Linked DNA regions of Ovis aries: all the other regions are linked to region 1. Evidence: chromatin contacts called from public Hi-C data. All regions are on one chromosome and are shown on one strand. Each heading gives the region's core, a stretch centred on a gene start, on an enhancer-like site or on the middle of the called end of the contact. The rest is flanking DNA. Distances are from core to core; before and after follow the strand shown.

Region 1 (4,242 bases), core at 1,052-3,551:
CCAGGAAGCAGCTCCAGGCAGCTCCTGCCCAACGCTAAGCCAGGGGCTTCCAGAAGCAGCTTTCCCCTGCCCTTCTAAATCAGTAAAGGTTGGGCCCTACTCTCCCGTGCCCTGGGCTGTCCACCCAGGGGGCTCCAAATGGCCATAGCAGAGAAGGAAGAAAAAGGCTGGCCCAGCAGTGCCCTCACCCTGCCAGCCCAGCCGCCAGCTTCTTGGAGGACCTCTGAGAGAACATTTGTTTGGGCTGCCAAGTTAAATCTTCCTCCCTCATGTCAGGGCACTGGAAAAGCAGTCAGGGGGGAGGAGAAGGGGGAGAGCGGGGGAAGAAGCAGCGGGAGGGAGGCAGGCGGGCAGGCTTTCAGAGCCCCAGTTACTCCGGCACTGCCTGCCCAGGAAGCTTGCGGCTCCCAGGCAGCCAGCCGGGGCTCTGGACACCCAAGCAGGGGCCCGGCCGCCAGCCCTCCGGGGTCAGGCGCCGGGTGCCAGGCGCCCTGGGTCCGCGCCCGCGGAGAGGCCCTCCCTCAGTGCCCTGCCGGAGGAGCGAGGTGGGAAGGGAAGGCAAGGGAGGAAAAAGTTTGTGGTAGGTAGAGGGGTCGGGCTGGGCGGCCCTGCTGTCCGGCTGTCCCCTGGGGAGGGGTGGGGGGCCCCGGCCGGCAGCCCTGGCGCGCCCCCGCCCGCCCGCCCTCCGGTCGGGTTGTTTACATTCCTGGAGTGTCTTTTAAACCCGGGGCTGAGGCCGGTTCCCGGCCTTCTCCGGCGGCTCCGGGGCAGTCTCCCGTGAAAATCTGCTGGCGCACAATGGCCGGGAAGGCGGCTGCCCCTAGCCCGCGCCCCCGCTGCTCCGGGGCGGGGAGCCTGCCCTCCGCACCGCGCCCTCTCCTCGCCCGGCTGGCTTCCTGGACAGATGTCCCTGGCGAGGGGGCGACGCGCACCCGCTGCCCGCGCCCTAGACGCCGAGGCCGCGCTCCCCACTGTTTTCCCCCCAGCCTAGACGCCAGGAATGTGAATCAAGCTTCCAGAGCCCGCCCCCCACCCCAGCTCCAGCCCCAGTCCCAGCCCCGGCCCGGGCCCCCAACCTCCGCCCCGGCCGGCCTCCCACTCCCCCGGGGCCGCCGCCGCCGGAGACGGAGAGGAAGAAAGAACACGGGGAAATTACTTTCGTATTTGCAACGCGCGCGCGCACACACACGCTCATCTTCCCCCTGGGCTCCCCTCCTGGTCGGGGCAGCCCCATCCAGGCTTTGGCCTGAAGGCTCCCCGGGTTTCTAAAGATCTACCGGAAGACCCTTCACACACCCCTTGGCGTTCCCCGCTAGTACGGAGCACCGCGTCTCCCCGGGCAATTCGCACACAAACAACTTAACCGCGCCCCCCACTCCCATTTACAAAAGTGTGTTTCCCCTGGAAATTCAGATGCACAACTTAACACCACCACCCCTTGCCGCCCCGAAATCCGGCGCCTTCCCGGGCGGCTCTCCTACACACAGGCGCACAACTTCGCGTCTTTCCAAAGGAAAGGAGGGAGACCGAGATGATCCTACCCCGGTCCTTCTCTCCCTCTCTTCCCGAATCCTGGTCCTGCCCGGCCCCCGGGTGTACGGAACCAGGGTTGCAGGCGCGCCGGCAGGAGGCGGGCACCAGGTCCGCGCGCGCACAACTGCACTCACGCCCCGCACACCCGAAGAGCCCCGAACCCCGCGCGCAGACCAAGCCGGCTCCGCGCAGCCGGGCATTCCTCGGTCGCCTGGGCCTCGGCCCCGGGTCGCCAAGAAGAGCGCAGCGGAGCTCGGCCGCCGGGCACTCGCCCGGCTCGCCAGGTCCCGGCGGACCCTAAAAGGGAAAAAGCTCCAGCACCCGGCGCTCCACGATCGCACCCCAGGAGTACACGGAGAGCAGGAGGAAGGCCTGGGGCCAGCGGACGCCAGGGTCTGGCCCCAAACTTACCCGGTGCTGCGAGCGCCGCTGCTACCGCTGGAGGACGCGCCGCTGCCACAGCCACCGCTGCCCGGCAGGGCCGGCTCCGGCCGGGAGGAGCTGCGAGGGCGCCGAGATGGGCTCCGCGCCGGCTTCTGCTCCGCGCCGACCGGGGCTGGGGTCACCGCGCTGCGCCGGCGCTGCTCGCTTGCTCTGCCGCCCGGTCGCTGCCCGCCGCCTGGCCGATCGCTCTCCCGGGCGCCCGCCGCAGCTCGCTTTTTTAATGTCCACAGACAGTGAAAAGGAACTCGGCGTTAGGGGGTGAGTAAGTGAATCAACTCGCCCGGAGCCGAGCAAGTTGAAGTGTCAGATTACATTGGCTATTCTATTTCCAAAGGGCCCCGCGCCGCCGGCCGGCCGCAAAAGCCGGTGCGGAACTCGGGGAGGAGGGAGGAGCGGAGCGCAGCGCCACCACCGCCGCCGCCGCCGCCGCCGCCGCCAGCGCTCAGCTCGGCTTCCCTAGCGCTCTCTGCGGTCTCGCCTTTCTCGCGGTCTCTTTTCTTTTTTCTCTCCCTTTTCTTTCCCCTTTTCTTTTTCTCCCTTTTTTCCGAGCGTCTCGGTCTGGGCGCTCTCCAGGCTTTTTCCCCTCTAGGGCTCCGATAGGCTTCGTGCGTCACCCACTCCCCTACTCCCACTCACCTCCTTCTCTCTCTTCCCTCCACTGCTCTCTGGAAGCTCCCACCCACCCCCTCCCTAACTGCGACCTCACCCCCAGCTGCCCCAGCAAGTTTGGAGCAGGAGAGAAATGCTGAACCTAAGATGTGTTCATACTGGGAAGGAGGCTGAAATCACCAGTCTCAGCGTAGTGTCCCCCGCTCTGCTCTCACGCCCCCGACAGGAGTGCGCTCGGGGCTGCGAAAGCTGTCAGGTACCAGTACTAGGGCTGAGCGAGTTGCTAAAGAGATTGCCAAAGCCTTCTCTTGGAGAAGGCTTTGGGGTTGCTCCTAGAGCCCGGGGGCTGGCGGGTGGGGGGAGCAGAGGACGCCAGCCCCCTCCCACCAAAGGCAATGTTGGAGGAGGCTGGAGCGCCGGGTAGAAGCGGTGCGCAAGGTCTGTCCCCGCACTCTCTGCGGTCCAAAAGCGCTTGGATTCCCCAAGGCCCCGCGGGGAACATCCCAGGCCTAAAGTGCGCGGGCGGTGGGCGGCGGGGGCTGGGAGCGGGCGGGCGAGAAGGGAGCGGTGGCGCAGGATTCCGGCTTAGGGCTGTGCACTGTCCCAGGAGTCGGGGAGAATGATGGCACTCACAAGGTGTAGTTGGATACAGCCGCTCGCGGGGTTCCCCAGGCAGACCCACCCTTGAGAGCATCTAAGTGTGCACCCACTTCAGCTCACATCCGCTGCCCCTCACACGGAAACTCCTACCCAAACGGCACACGTTTGCACCCACACTGAGTATTACTAACACGCTTCCACACGCACACGCACCCACACACACGTACATTTGCGCTCACAAATATGCCAGTGTACATGGCAAGCGCGCACACACCACTGTACAAACCCACATACACTCAAAAAACAAAACATCCCCTGTGCACTAAATCCTCACATTCAGGTACACATGCAAACACATCCTTCCACGTCCTCTTCCATAACCCTTCCCCTCAGCCCCCCTACTCATGATCTGCGGTACCCTCAGTCCCAAATCATAATCAGCGCCCGCACAGCCCGGGTTGGACACAAACACGCGCGCACGCGCGCACTCCCCTCCCCGCGCCAGCTGGGGAGGCTTCGGCCCGGCGCCGGCTTCGGATTCCAGGTGTAGTGGCGGTTCCGCGCTCCGCGTTTTCCAATCCGCCGCGGTGTTGGAGGCGAGGCGAGGAAGGGAGCTGGAATAACAAAGGCAAGTTGGGGAGAGCGCAAGGGGGCGCAGCCCCGGCCGGGCCGCGGGGGGAGCCTTGCTCTGCCGGGGCTTTAGAGGCTGCTGGGTCTCGGGCGCCAGGAGTCGGAGCCCGGGAGCCGGGATGGGGGTCGAGGGGCGGGGCCTCTGCGTGACGTCAGAGAACAATGACACCGCCGCTGGGGGCGGGGTGGGGTGGAGGCGGGCACCCGGAGAGAGCAGAGGCGGGGGTCTCCCCGGGGGCCTGAGACTAGCGGAAGACGTACTGGCTCGGCTGGGGCCGTTGCCTGATTGACGAGGCCCGCTTGGGAGAGCGGACGTGCCACGCAGATTCGAGGATGGCCCCAGGCCTCCTGAGCAGGGATCAGCGCGGACCCTGGGCCAACGAGGGAGCAGGCCGGAGTACCATCCCCCTCAACCCTCTTTTTAGA
Region 2 (4,242 bases), core at 816-3,315, 130 kb before region 1:
CTGTGCTAACTCTATGGAACATGGTGAGGTGAAAATGGAATCCTTTTCTTGAGCTCATGGGACTCTTGGTCCAAGCCTGTATCTATTCCACGTCACCTTTTATATGACTGGTGAACTCTTCTTATGTCAAGGACATGCTGGTCTGGGCACTAGGCAAAGACATGGTTACTATATCCTCACTTTACAGATGAGGAAACTGAGGCTCGAAGGTGCTCCCTCAAGCACCACATGGTACCCAAAGAGCTGGGCCTTTCCAGCCCCCACCCAGGGCACGAACGAACACTGGTTGCCAGGGTCCCCGTTACAGACTGCTGTTTCCACAGCTAGCAGGGCAGGGGTGCTGAGCCAAAGTGCCCCATTAAAAAGGAGGAGTCTGAAGGGAAGTCAGAGGAAACCCCAGGCCTGTGCAGACCTCAACCCCCTGCCCACAGGCAGCAGCCAACCAGGACAAAAGGCCTGCGCCGGCCCATGTGGCCAGCAGGGGGTGCTGTTGATGAAGATAACTGCCCGGGGGGTTAGGAATTGGAACTGTGGAAATTTGGTGAGGGATCGCAGATGGTAAAAGCGTCTGCCTATAATCCGGGAGACCCGGGTTCAATCCCTGGGTCGGGAAGATCTCCTGGAGAAGGAAATGGCAACCCACTCCAGTATTCTTGCCTGCAAAATCCCATGGACAGAAGAGCCTGGTGGGGCTCTTCACAAAGAGTCGGACACGACTGAGTGACTTCACTTTCACTCTAGGTGGCCTCGCAACAGTCTCTAGGTAGGAACTTTTCCCAGGATGGGCACAGCATTTTGTTTATAGAGTCAGAGGCCTAGCGGGGTCTTGATAAGCGCCTGTAGAATGACTGGGGGCTCCAGCCCACCCAGGGCAGCCCCAAGCAGGCACCAAACCCACCAAGACAGCCACCTGGGGGGCCAGAGGCTGTCCTTCCCTGTTGAGTCGCAAGCAGGGGGCCACAGGCTTCCCCTGAGGAAGGCAAACAATAAAGGGGAGAGAGCCTGTCCAAGTTTGGGTCTGTCTCTGCACTGACTCTTGCCCTGTACCATCTGGAGGCCTGTCTGATCTGAGACAGCGCCTGGATTCAAAGATGCTCAGGATGTCACTGACCAAAGCTGCCTTGAGTTCCTCCACCACCTCGAGTTCAGCTGGTTTTATTCTTGGGGGGCCTGCGGCCCACCTGGATTCAAAGATGCTCAGAATGTCACTGACCAAAGCTGCCTTGAGTTCCTCCACCACCTCGAGTTCAGCTGGTTTTATTCTTGGGGGCCTTTAGACACAGGGGGCGTGTCTAAAGCCACACAGCACCTCTGAGCTAGAGCGAGATCCCAGGGGGCTTTACTCCCAGGCCAGGGCTCCGTGTTGTAGGAACCAAGACATGAATGGCTGGGCCTGGGACACCTGTGAGACCCAGAGGTTGACAGGAGAGACACCACACGTCCCAGGGACAACTGCAAGTCATGTATGTCTCAATCTATGAAAGAACAAAATGTCCAGTTGATTAAGGAGACACTCACAGGAGAGGTGACACTTGTAAGCCGCCAAGATCGGCGGAAAATTGGGGCTGTTAACACCCGGAATGGATGGGCTGGTGCTGCCGGCCCATGAAGGAAGAGGGCCAAAGCCTAGAAGGCTAGAGATCACAGACACGAGGAGAAGAGGGGTGCTGAAGGAGGCATGGGAACGGTGGCTCCCTGAGGGGCAGTGTGAGATTTCCCATTAGTTCTGCACCTGCTGTGTTCAGGCTCTAGGCCAGGCCCTGTGCACTGCTAATTCACTTAATCCTAAAAGGTTCAGAGAGATGAAGTGACTTTCCCAGGGTCACACAGCTGGGACGGTGTTGGGCTGATTCAAACCCTCCGCTTTCCAATCCTCCAAGACTGGAGGTCGGAGACTCCTGGAAGTCCCCACCCAAGACTGTGCCTGAGCCCAGAAAGATGTGCCCCTGGAACCTGTCCACACCCATCCACTTGCTTCCAAGGCCATCCCAGTGCCGCTGGGCTCCCTGCATGCTGGCCGGTGCGGGAAAGTGGGAGTGCTCAGCGGCCAGCAGAGGTCGCCCTCCACCACAGGAGCGCTGCTGGGCTTGGCTGCTGCCTCCCTCCTTCCAGCTTGGACACCTCTAAGCCTTTACGAGTCGCTACAAATCCTCAGTGGCGGCTGTAACTCCAGCACCCACTGCGGCCAGGCTCCCTCCCAGCTGGAGATCACTGGTGGCCAGGTCCTGGGTGTACCCATGCCTTGGCCCTTCCTGCCATCTGTTTGCCTCCGAATGGAGAGTGGGCTCAGGCGGTCCACCCCTGTGGTGCCGGGTCCTCTGTCCTGGTCTGAGCAGCCCCCAGCCAGCAGGGGATGCAAGGCTAGTCAGTGTGGGAGCTTGGAGGCAGCCCAGCTCTGCCACCCTCCTTGGTTTTCCCATCTGTAAAACAAAGCCTAGCTGGCTGCTGGCGGCTCTTCAAACTCAACATCTTAGAATTTTGGTGTCAGGAGCTCCAGCTGTTTGGAAAACGCCATCTCAACAAGTGTAAGATGGCTTGACTCTAGAATCGCAAAGGCTGTCTCAAGGCAGGCCTGCGGGGAGCCTGCTGGCCCAGGAAACTCTGGGCCAAGCTTTCATTTCGCACGACTCACCACTAGTAGGGGAGTTCGGGTGAGTCCGGCCTCAGGGGAGCTCAGCACAGAAGATGCGCTCAAGGAAAGCTTGCTGCCCTCAGGCAAGTAGGGCGGCTCGGAGAGTAGACTGTGGAGAACTGGAAAGGGCGCCTGGGGACCACATGTCCTGGTGGGATGGTAGGCAGGGGCGGAGAGAGGGGATGGACACAGGGGAAGAAGGATGAGTGGGACTGGAACCCACCTTGCGGGGCCTAAGGAGAGACCTGGGCCACCTCCTGGCTCCCTGGCAGATTCTCACCTGGTCTAAAATGCTGGAGGAGGCACATGGCCCTCATAGGCTCCTCCTTAGAAATACTGAGTTGCTCTAATCTGCTCCATGGAAAGTGCGGCCCTGGAACCTTGGAGGCAGCTCCCTAGGGCTAGGATCAGGGGTACTAACATCAGGCTGTTTTATTTTCCCCTTTTGAGGTCAACAAGTTAACTGGTACACTTAACAAACAAGAACTCAGCCGAGAGGCTTCTGCATCTGTGTGTGCACAAACACATGCTTATGTACCCCATTTGCACACTTAAGTATAGGTACACACACACACTTGAGTGCTGACCCAGACGCACGGAGTACACACATCTCCTGACAGCTTGCACAGGCAAGTGGCGGGTCCCCAGGGGAGCCGTGTGAGCAGTGGTGTGCAGAAACGATTCAATCGCCATGCACATCTGCAGCTCGGGTCCCCTGGGACGAGCGGGGCTGGCAGCAGGGGAGAGGGGGGCTGTACCTACAGTCTGCAGAGCAGAGGCTGCATTCCAAGACATTGTCATGGCCAAGGAGCTTGGGATGCGCCTGCTGCTCAGTGTGGTGGGAGACCTGGGGTTCCAGGGGATGCATCCTGGTCGGCTGGTTTACCAGCTCTCAGACTCCAAGACAGGTGGATGTTGTGGGCCCTGGGTTTAGCAGTGACCTCTGTGTGACAGTGTCAGCCCCTGTCTGGCCCCCACCTCCCACTATTCCCTGCTGATCCCATATCCTCCACGTGGGGCTGCTGCCTGCCTCTGGGACCGTGTTCTGAAGATCACACCTCTAGGTCTTTACCTCTGTGCCTCAGCCCACAATGCCTAGCCCCCTCCATCCATCAAGGCTTGGTTCGGGGGTCACCCTCTTGGCTGGTTTCCCCCAGCAAAGCCACTCACTTCGATGTCCTCAGTGCCCCATCACGAACCCCCGATTTGGTGGTACTAGATGAGGGAGAGGTCTTTGCATCTGGCACCCCATCAGTTGAGATGTCTTCTAGTTGTGGATTCCCAGAGTCTAGCCTAGTCTAGGGCCTGGTACTCAGTGGGTGCCCAGCAATGCTCATCAGATGGATGGATGGATGGGTTTTCAGCAAGGAGTCGGTCCTAATCGGAGGATCTCATCAGGGAGACTCTGATGAGTCAGGCTGGGGCTCCCAGAGAGTGATCCATGTACTGCTAGTGGAACAAGGGTGATTTTAGGTGGTCCATGGACCAAGACTTCACATTTCCACAGTGAAGTGTCTGGGCTACAACAGTGATCACTGGCGAGTCTGTGGATATTATTATTTGGGATGGGGTTAAATATGGGAGGGTTGGCACACCTGGAACGATTAAAG
Region 3 (4,242 bases), core at 1,254-3,753, 91 kb after region 1:
AACAGATACTAAATACCACTGGTGGCAGGCCTTGGCAAGAGAAAGAGAGACTGTGATCTGGGGCAGGTAGGCAAGGAGGCACACGAAGGCGGCTGGGAGGGTGGAGTCGAGAGGGAAGAGAGGTTGTGGGGCTGGATGGCATTCCATCCACCTGAGGTTGATGGGATCTTGGAAATACCCGTGAGGATGCGAAGAGGGTGCAGGGACCTTGGGGGCCACTCAAGGAAGTGAGATGTAAAAACAGGAAGAGCCTCCCCTGGGGAGGACTGAGGCTTCAGCATGGGAGTCCCAAGGTTTCCATCACGAGGCCAAAGACAGATGAAGGTGCTCTTGTGAATACTTTTTGTGTTCCTAAGAAGAAGTGAACCTACTTTTTAAAGGAAGTGAGTTCCAGAAGGGCCAGTGGGGAGGTTTGAGAAGGAAGGTGAGCAAGGCCTGAGCAGTAAGAGGAAAGGAGATGCAGGATGAGAGGGATGGTGCAAGGATTCAGAGAGGCAGGGACTTGGAGGATGAGCAGGAGTTTTCCTGGGGAACAGAGGCAGGGGGATAGGGCTGGGAAAGGGGGAAGAGAACAAGAGAGAATAGCTGGTGGAAAGGCTCATTCATTCATTTCACAAATAAGTACTGAGAGTTTCTATGAGATGGAAATGGCTGGGGTACATCAGTGAGCAAGAGGATGTTCCTTGCTCTTGCTGCTGCTGCTGCTAAGTCGCTTCAGTCGTGTCCGACTCTGTGCGACTCCATAGGTGGCAGCCCACCAGGCTCCCCCATCCCTGGGATTCTCCAGGCAAGAATACTGGGGTGGGTTGCCATTTCCTTCTCCAGTGCATGAAAGTGAAAAGTCAAAGTGAAGTCGCTCAGTCGTGTCTGACTCTTCGAGACCCCATGGACTGCAGCCTACCAGGCTCCTCCGTCCATGGGATTTTCCAGGCGAGAGTACTGGCGTGGGGTGCCATTGCCTTCTCCAGCTGAGATGGAGGGGAGATGGACAGAAAGAAAATATGACAAGAAAATTCTAGAGTATGTGAGGAGGTGATGCGACTATGTGGAAAAAAATGAAGTGGGGTAGTGTAAAATGGATCAGGAGTCCTGTAGGTGGGGCAGGGAAGCGGCCTGGGCGGAGTGTGTTGAAATGGAAAGTATGGTGGTCTAGGCAGGCCCATGTTAGCCCAGGATTCTGGGTCTGTGGAAAATTCTGCATTGTTTGACATGGATAGGTGGTAGGGGCTGAGGACATGGGAGAGGAACTCCTATGGTTACCCCGATGGACAGTTTTGGGGGGAGTTTTAGACAGAAGAACTGGCTAGGTTGGTTGAGATGTGATGGGAAAAGGAAGGAGATAAAAATAAATTCATGAGCATCTGTTAAGGGCCAGGCCTCTCCAATCCCTACTGAGAAGCCTAGGAGTTAGGAAGGAACTTTACCTATTTGCCGCTACTTTACATGAAAATGACGGCAGTATTGAAAGGAGTTAGCACTCAGTTTGGTCCTGAATTCATTGCCTGAATTTTCTTCATGCATCCTCGAACCCCCTCATGAGGTCAGGGTCATTATTTCCATTTCCTGATGAGCAGTGTGAGGTTCAAAAGAGTCACACAGTGGCCAAGATGATGAACGTGAGAGCCAGCCTGCTCTTCCCCTACCTGCACCCCCGCTACCAGCTTCGTGACATCAGGCAGTTCCTAAGTCTTCCTGGACTCAGCTTCCCCTTCTGGAAGTAGAGATAATAAAAGCACCTGCCTTTATATAGATGTAGTGAAGATTAAATAAGATAATATTACAGAAAACACAAAGAACAGAGCCCAGCACATAGTAGGTGTTATGGCGTGTTCCCTGTTACTAATATTAATGTTCAAGGTGGTTCAGGTAGAAAGGGGAAGAGCAGGGTTTCGGATAGCCCGTGGTGGGGCTGGCCCCTGCCTCCTCCCAGCTGCCCCTGCTGACCCAGGCTCAGGAAGGTGGACTACATCCCCCACCAGCCCGGTCCTCCGCAGCAGGCATGTGACATATTGTGGTGTGATGTGTTTTTCCCTCATGGTGCAAGATGTGACTCAGAGGGGCATGCTGGGGAAATGAGCTTCTTGGATTTGCCCACCTCATCGCCCCTGCGTTCTTTAGAATTTCTCTGAATCAGACTTTATATCTGGCGCTGCCTCTATCACCCGCCTTATTTTATGCAGAAAACAGCCCCACGTTTTCCCACTTGCTCAACAGCCGTCAAGATTCATCTTGGGTCTGGGGAGGGCAGCAAACGGAGGGGAGGGCCAAAAGGAAAAAGAAAGAAAAAGGAGGAAAGAAAGAAGGAAAGAGAGAGCCAGCAACAATCAAAACAAGCCTTTTCTCCCTGTATAGTCTGGGCAGCTTCCAGGAGGATAATGTCTTTCCACCGCGCATCGCCCCCCTCCCTCCCAGCCTGTTTTCACAGGAAGCAAATCCTGGAGCACTTTCAATGTGCCCCTCGAGGCAGAACAATGAGGCCCTTGAAGCCTCGGCCCCGCGCTTCCTCCAGTTATCCGGAGCCCCGGCCGAGCCCCTCCTGGAGCGGGGCGGGGAGGCGGCGGGCGCGGAGGGGCGCGGGGACCGGCTCTGGGAACTGGGGGAGGGGGAGCCTGCGGGGTGTTGCGGAGCCGCACGAGGGAAGCCCATTAGCCAAATAATAGGTTTGGATCCGACTGTTTTGCCAAGGTACCCGGCATTTATCCGGCTCCCCGATTGGGGGCGGGGAGCTGGGAGGAGGCGGCGCGGATCCAATTACGGCTGCTCCTGCCCGGTCGCCGGGAGGTGGTGGAGGCTGGCTGGGCTGGCCGGGCCGGGATGGGATGGACCGGGCGGAGCGGGAGTCCAGGGGCTCCTGCGCGAGCGCCTGGGCGGCGGGTCGGGGCGGGGGCGTGGAGTGGGGGCGCCTCTGCCCCGGCCCCGGCCGCGCCGCCTCCCCCGCCCGCCGGCTCAGCTGCCTCATTGTTTATTGTGGAGTCTGGCTCGCCCCCCTTCCCGTCCCCCTCCCTCGTTCCCGCCTCCCTCCCTCCCGCTCCTCTCTCCCCTCCTCCCGAAAGAAAGAAGAGCCAGTCTGTGGAGACGAATGAGTCATGAATAAACAAACAGCGTGGGGGAGCTGTCACTCCGGGCTGACTTCCTGGCCGCGCTCGACTCCGCGACCTCCTGGCGGGCGCAGAAGTCGGGCTTGCTGGGGTGGGCAGGGGCCGCCTGGTCCCCCCCCCCACAGGGGGCGTGGGATGGGGTGCCCCGGACCCCCGGTCACCAGGCTGGCCTCGAGTGCAGCCCTCACAAACATCCTGCCCGATAGGGAGAGCGAGTGTGGTCCCATGTCTGCAAACCCCTCTGGACACGTGTGCTGAGGGTTTCGAGTCTTATTTCCTTGGGTTTGACAAAAGCCATACGCCACAGACAGGCATGCGAGCATCTGCTGCGTGCGGCTGATTTCCCTGTGTGGGCTCACCCTCTGGGGATGCCTCCGTGTGTGTGTCTGGTGTACGCTACAGACGCCCAGAGTGTGTGTGTGTGTGTGTGTGTGTGTGGTGTATATCTGGAACGTGGTGTACGCAAGAGTGTGTGTCCACGTCAGGGCCAGTGGCCTGTGTGTGTGTTGTGTGATTTTTTTCTGACTCTGAGTCTGCTTCTGCCCCTTTAAGCTTTGAGATTCTTGCTGTGTGCTTAGATTTCTCTACTTGGGCCTTTTTCCTTTCCCTTGTGTGATCCTATGGGTCATTCGGGGCCATCTCTTCCCATTAGTGAGGCCCCAGGGCCCCAGCAGACCTCCAGGGCCTGGCCTGACTGGCCTCAGCGTCCAGCCAGCTGTGGCCACACGCAGGCTCCCGGCGCTGACTCATGCCGGGCAAGAGCAGAGCAGAGCGGAGTCTGACCAAGGCCAGGGCAGGGTGAGCCCCCACTGTGGGGAGGTCCCCCTGGGCCTGGTCTGTGGGAGCTCTCATGAGCTCTTGAGCTTGGGGGAAGGGGCCTGAGCTAGCCCAGACCTTCTGGGGGATAGAGAGAAGAGCCCGCCCCCTGGGGTCAGAATCAGGGACAGGACTGGGGACATTTCTTCTGGCTTCCCTGGCAACCGCACAGCCTCACAGAGGTCCATCCCAAGGCCAGTGCTGATCACTAGGCCTTCGAAAAGAAGGTTGGTGAGACGAAGCATGGATGTGACTCGAGCCCAGGCCCTTGTTTGTCTGGGTCCGTAACCCTGCCAGCCCTGGCCCTGCTCCCTCCCCACAGGCTGGC
Region 4 (4,242 bases), core at 790-3,289, 88 kb before region 1:
TGAGCAATGTCCCGGCCCCGAGGAATGACGCCCGCCCATCCTGCCTTGCAGAGGTGCTCCGGCTCACGGCGCACACATACGTGTCTCTCTGCCCCAACCATCCTTGGTTCTTTGCTGTTGGACTTGTGCAAAGAGGCAAATAGACCAGAGAGGGAAAGAGACGTGTCCAAGGTCAAACAGAAAGGGCATCACACAGAGGGGTCACCAGGATATGCACTCAGGCCCTGATTAGGGACTGACCCCCTTCCCTATGAGCCTGCACTGGACCCTCATCTGGGAAGGAGAAAGGACCAGAAGCTTGCCTGAACTGGGTCCACATTGGGGGCTATTCCTATGATGCTTCTTTAGCCCTCAGTGAAATGCTATGAAGTAGAACCTAAATAGCACCCTCAATTTACACATGAGGTCTAGAGAGCTTCTACAGCTTCCTAAGGTCATGCAGGTAATACAGAGCGAAAAGTAATAAGAACAGGGCCGGGCATGAGTGCGTGGTCTGTCCACACGGACTCACCTTGTTCAAGATGTCCAACTGGACACCCGGGCTCCCTTGTCTGTGCACTGGGCCCCACTCAGGGGTGGAGGTGAGGGAACTCAGGCCCGGGAGGGGCTGTGAACTCACAGATGAAGTCACCCGCCCTCATCCCTGGCCCCCTGGGTGCCCGTAGGTGAGCCTCACAGCCTGCAGGGCTCTGGCCACCTGGGGAGACCGGGGGAGGCATCCCATGTCTGCTCCCAGCCTGGCTAGACCACAGCCATGAAGGATACAGATCCACCCAGGTGAGTGTGCGCTGCTTAAAAGGCCCTCAGTGCCACGGAGCGGAGGGCAGCCTGAGACTCAGGGCTGAGAGGGGTGGTGGGGCCCACCCAGGCTCCGCAAGGGATGGGTTCCCCACTGCCCAGAGAGAGGGCTCTGCTGAGCTCAGGACTCTCCCTCTGGATTGGATGAGGGGGACGCCCCGACTACAAGGCCGTGTCTGGCTGCAAGGGCAGGAGAGGGTAGAAGGGGAGGTGTGCAGACCACAGGTTGAAATGTACTTCCACTGTCATCTCACGTCTGGCGCTCCCGAGAGCAGGGCAGGGTGGGAACAAGCTCCCTCTTTGCAGAGCAGGACAGTGAGCTCCGAGGGAGGGTAGAGTTGCCAGGGGTGTAATGGCTGGGAAGTGGTGAGGTTGGGTCTGGGACTTGGCAGAGGTCACTTGGGGGTGGGGACTGTCCCAGGACCCAGATGGATTCTCCCAGCCCCACCCCCTTCCCATCCCTTCCTCCTCTAGGGATCCCCTGGGAGGAAGGACCCACCTGGGTGTGGGCTTGAGTGCAGGCACCAGGCCAAGTGGACTGGGGCCGGGGCTGGCCAGAGACATGCAGGGCCGACTGGGGTTCTGGGAGGACAGAGGTGCCCACGCCATGGTGCATCCGGGATGTGGGGCTCTGTGACCGCTCTGTGACAGTGGCCAGAGGCCCGTGGCTAAGTGACCAGTGTGCTCTAAGCCACCAAGGGTTGGGAGCCCAGATTCTGGACCGGAGCCTGGCCTTGTCCTCAGAGGTAACGTCCAGGGCAAGGGTGGGTGGAGCTGAGTTTGAATCCCTATTCTGCCCTTTAATGCTGGGTGACCTCGAGCAAGTCACTTGGCATCTCTGAGCCCCCATCTCCTCTCTAAAAAGGGACTAATCACTCCTTCAGCTACTCACCTGCCAAGACAAGCTTCACATTGACCTTGCAGAGCCTGACATTGGCCAGAGCACTGCCCTACCCACAGGCTTCTGGGAGAGGGGCTCGGGCTACCCCGCTGTGGTCTCTAGGGCATGGGACCACACCAGTGACAGTGCTGAGCTGAAGTTCTGGACTCTTGTCAACTGCTGCTAATCACACACACATGCCCCTCATGTTCTGGTGGCTGTGAGAGCCTCACAAGACACGGGAACACAGACGCAAGCACACCTACAGACGGGTCAGGAACAGGTCAGTGAGTGATGACTGTCAAGGTCACAGGTGGCCAAGTGCAGGCCAGAACACGGTCACGTGGGCACCCACCCATACTGGGTCCAGCCTGCTGTTCCACTGGCTGGACTGACCAGCACTGGTTCCCACGTGGGCCTGACCCTCCTCGTCTCAGTCGGGCCGGGCAGCTCTTCCCACCCTCACTTTACCGGTGGGCCGAGCAGCTTCTGCTACTGCGGGCCAGGGGCCCTGTTTGGGAAGGTGGCCTCAGACCCAACTCCCAGGGTCGCCGGGGAGACATGGGTTCCTTCACCTCAAAGACCCACCCAGGGACGCATCCCCTTACATGACCCTGGGAGCAGGCCCCCTCGTCCTCCCCCGGCGGCCAGTGCTGGCTCCCGGAGCAAGGCAAATATTTACCCCGATGGTTATCCAAGCCGGGCCAGCCGCCCCGCCTCCCGCATTCCTGGAATACATGTTCCCTGACCTCACCAAGCTGGGGGAGGGGGAGGAATCCAGACGTGGACGAGACAGACCGAGGGTCCAGGGCCTCGTGGAAGCCAAGGCCTGCTGATCAGGAGGAAAAAGGTGGCTTCGGGTTGTCTCTCCAGCTACTCACCCACTAGGGGAGGCCCCTGCTGGCCTTGTAGAGCGGGGCATTGGCCAGAGCACAGAGCTTCCCATAAGCCCCTGGGGGGAGGGGGCTGGACCACCCCGTTTGGCACGGTGGGCGGGGGGCTGCACCAATGCCAGCTCTCGGCCTGCAGTTCAGGGCTGTCACTAGGCCTCAGGGCCTCATACCTGCTGCCAATAACACACGTGCCTGTGCACACCCATCGTGCTCAAGATGTGAGGGACTCAGGCTGCCAGAAACCTGGCGCGTTTGCTGCCTGCCAGAGCCCTTCCTCAACACCCCAGAAGCTCTCAGTGCCTCACCCCATCCTCAGCACAATCCTGTCACCAGGGAACCGTAAGCCCATTTTACAGATGAAGAAACTTCGCAGCAGACACCAGTGGTCATGCAGCTGAGAAGTGGAAGAATATGCCCTGTCTTACCTCAAACCACACTTTCAACAGTTCTGCAGTCCCAGCTCTGCCCATCGGAACCCTGTCCATCCTCTGATGCCCCAAGGACCGCCTCCACCATGCTGTCTTCCCTAAAAGTCCCCTCAAGTGAGCTTTCCCTGCCCTGAACTTCCAGATATGTGGACAGTATTTCTTTCTTTCTCCTGGCATGATTAAAATTGGGTGTCTGGTTATCTCCTGTTGTGAGACCCTTGCACTCACTCCATGCACAGTGGGGTTGAGCTCAGAGACTCAGCAAGCCCTGAGTGTTCAGGAGAGGCCTGAACTCCTGAGTCTTTTCCCCAAAGGGCAGTAGCTGCATTTGGTCTCAAGGAAAAGATAAGTAAACAGACCTGGGAAGCTGGTTGGTTGGGATCTGGGCAAACTCCTGGCCTGGTCTGCCTGAGAATCACAAACTTGGTTCAATGATCCCATCTGTCTTCACTTTCCCTGAGAATAGTTCGAGCTGTCCTTACAGCCTGCCCATACCCAGCACGTCGGGTCTGGCCCTGCCCTGCAGGTCCTCACTGCGTGCCCCTCTCTGCATGCCCCTTGCTTTCCTGCCTCCCGTTCCTGCAGGGAAACTTCGCAAGTGACTGGGGCAGGGCAGACCGGCAGGTTCTGCTGAAGGAAGCGCAGGCCTGGCAAGTCTGTTGCTGGGCCCTCAGGGATGCCTCTAAGTGGGAGGAGCTGGAGATGCCCAGTGCCAACCTGGGTCCACACCTTGGCACAGTGGGGACCCAAATAGGGGGTGCTGCGGAAAGTAAGAGGCTCCCAGAACCTCCCAACCCACTTAACATCTCTGAGACATTTCCCAACACTTGGAAAATGGGGGCTATAAACGGACTTCTAGGGGATGTTCCTCCGTGTTTGTTTATTCCATCTATTCATTTCCTTCTCCTGACAATAATGACACTGCCCACCATGTGCTGGAGGAAGAAGAGGAAGAGGAAAGAGCAGGGGTGGACGGTGGGCAGAGGAGGACAGGGTCAACACTGCCAGCCTGGATACTTCCCAAGGGTGTTTGCACACTGTCTAATCAAGGTGGGCAAGACACAGAATAACGCTAGGACAGAGTGCTGGAGAGTAGCAAAATGGGGAGTCGGGGCATCAAGGTCTTGGGCAGAGTCTCTCAGGCAGGAGGACACCACTTCTAGGGCAAAGGCCCACAGTCTTGTCAGGAGAAAAGCCTCAGACTGAGGAGACAACGACAGATGAAATCAGGAGCAGGGACAGC

What was found. A called contact is a pair of places that touch in the nucleus more often than the background predicts.
Region 2: a Hi-C map of tail adipose tissue shows a contact between it and region 1, with 8 times the contacts expected there. The contact joins two enhancer-like sites. A contact is called at or near these places in 9 of 16 Hi-C or Micro-C datasets (hypothalamus, liver, mixed tissues and 5 more).
Region 3: a contact with region 1 is called in a Hi-C map of hypothalamus, with 5 times the contacts expected there. The contact joins two enhancer-like sites. A contact is called at or near these places in 3 of 16 Hi-C or Micro-C datasets (hypothalamus, omental adipose tissue and skin fibroblasts).
Region 4: a contact with region 1 is called in a Hi-C map of omental adipose tissue, with 1.9 times the contacts expected there. The contact joins two enhancer-like sites. A contact is called at or near these places in 3 of 16 Hi-C or Micro-C datasets (liver, muscle and omental adipose tissue).

Annotation. Positions count from the first base shown.
Region 1 is chr25:33,890,245-33,894,486 of ARS-UI_Ramb_v3.0, reverse strand. No RefSeq gene overlaps it. Among named protein-coding and RNA genes, the nearest start is that of ZMIZ1, 51 kb to the left of the region's middle. Within about 2 kb of position 2,301, at least 29 of the 54 cell types and tissues checked have an H3K27ac peak or open chromatin away from gene starts, as enhancers often do. A contact at or near this core is called in liver, where this site is marked.
Region 2 is chr25:34,015,839-34,020,080 of ARS-UI_Ramb_v3.0, reverse strand. The region is part of intron 3 of ZMIZ1 (zinc finger MIZ-type containing 1); the gene reads right to left. Among named protein-coding and RNA genes, the nearest start is that of ZMIZ1, 75 kb to the right of the region's middle. Within about 2 kb of position 2,065, at least 4 of the 54 cell types and tissues checked have an H3K27ac peak or open chromatin away from gene starts, as enhancers often do.
Region 3 is chr25:33,799,717-33,803,958 of ARS-UI_Ramb_v3.0, reverse strand. No RefSeq gene overlaps it. Among named protein-coding and RNA genes, the nearest start is that of ZMIZ1, 140 kb to the left of the region's middle. Within about 2 kb of position 2,503, at least 42 of the 54 cell types and tissues checked have an H3K27ac peak or open chromatin away from gene starts, as enhancers often do.
Region 4 is chr25:33,977,603-33,981,844 of ARS-UI_Ramb_v3.0, reverse strand. The region is part of intron 2 of ZMIZ1 (zinc finger MIZ-type containing 1); the gene reads right to left. Among named protein-coding and RNA genes, the nearest start is that of ZMIZ1, 37 kb to the right of the region's middle. Within about 2 kb of position 2,039, at least 18 of the 54 cell types and tissues checked have an H3K27ac peak or open chromatin away from gene starts, as enhancers often do. A contact at or near this core is called in liver, where this site is marked.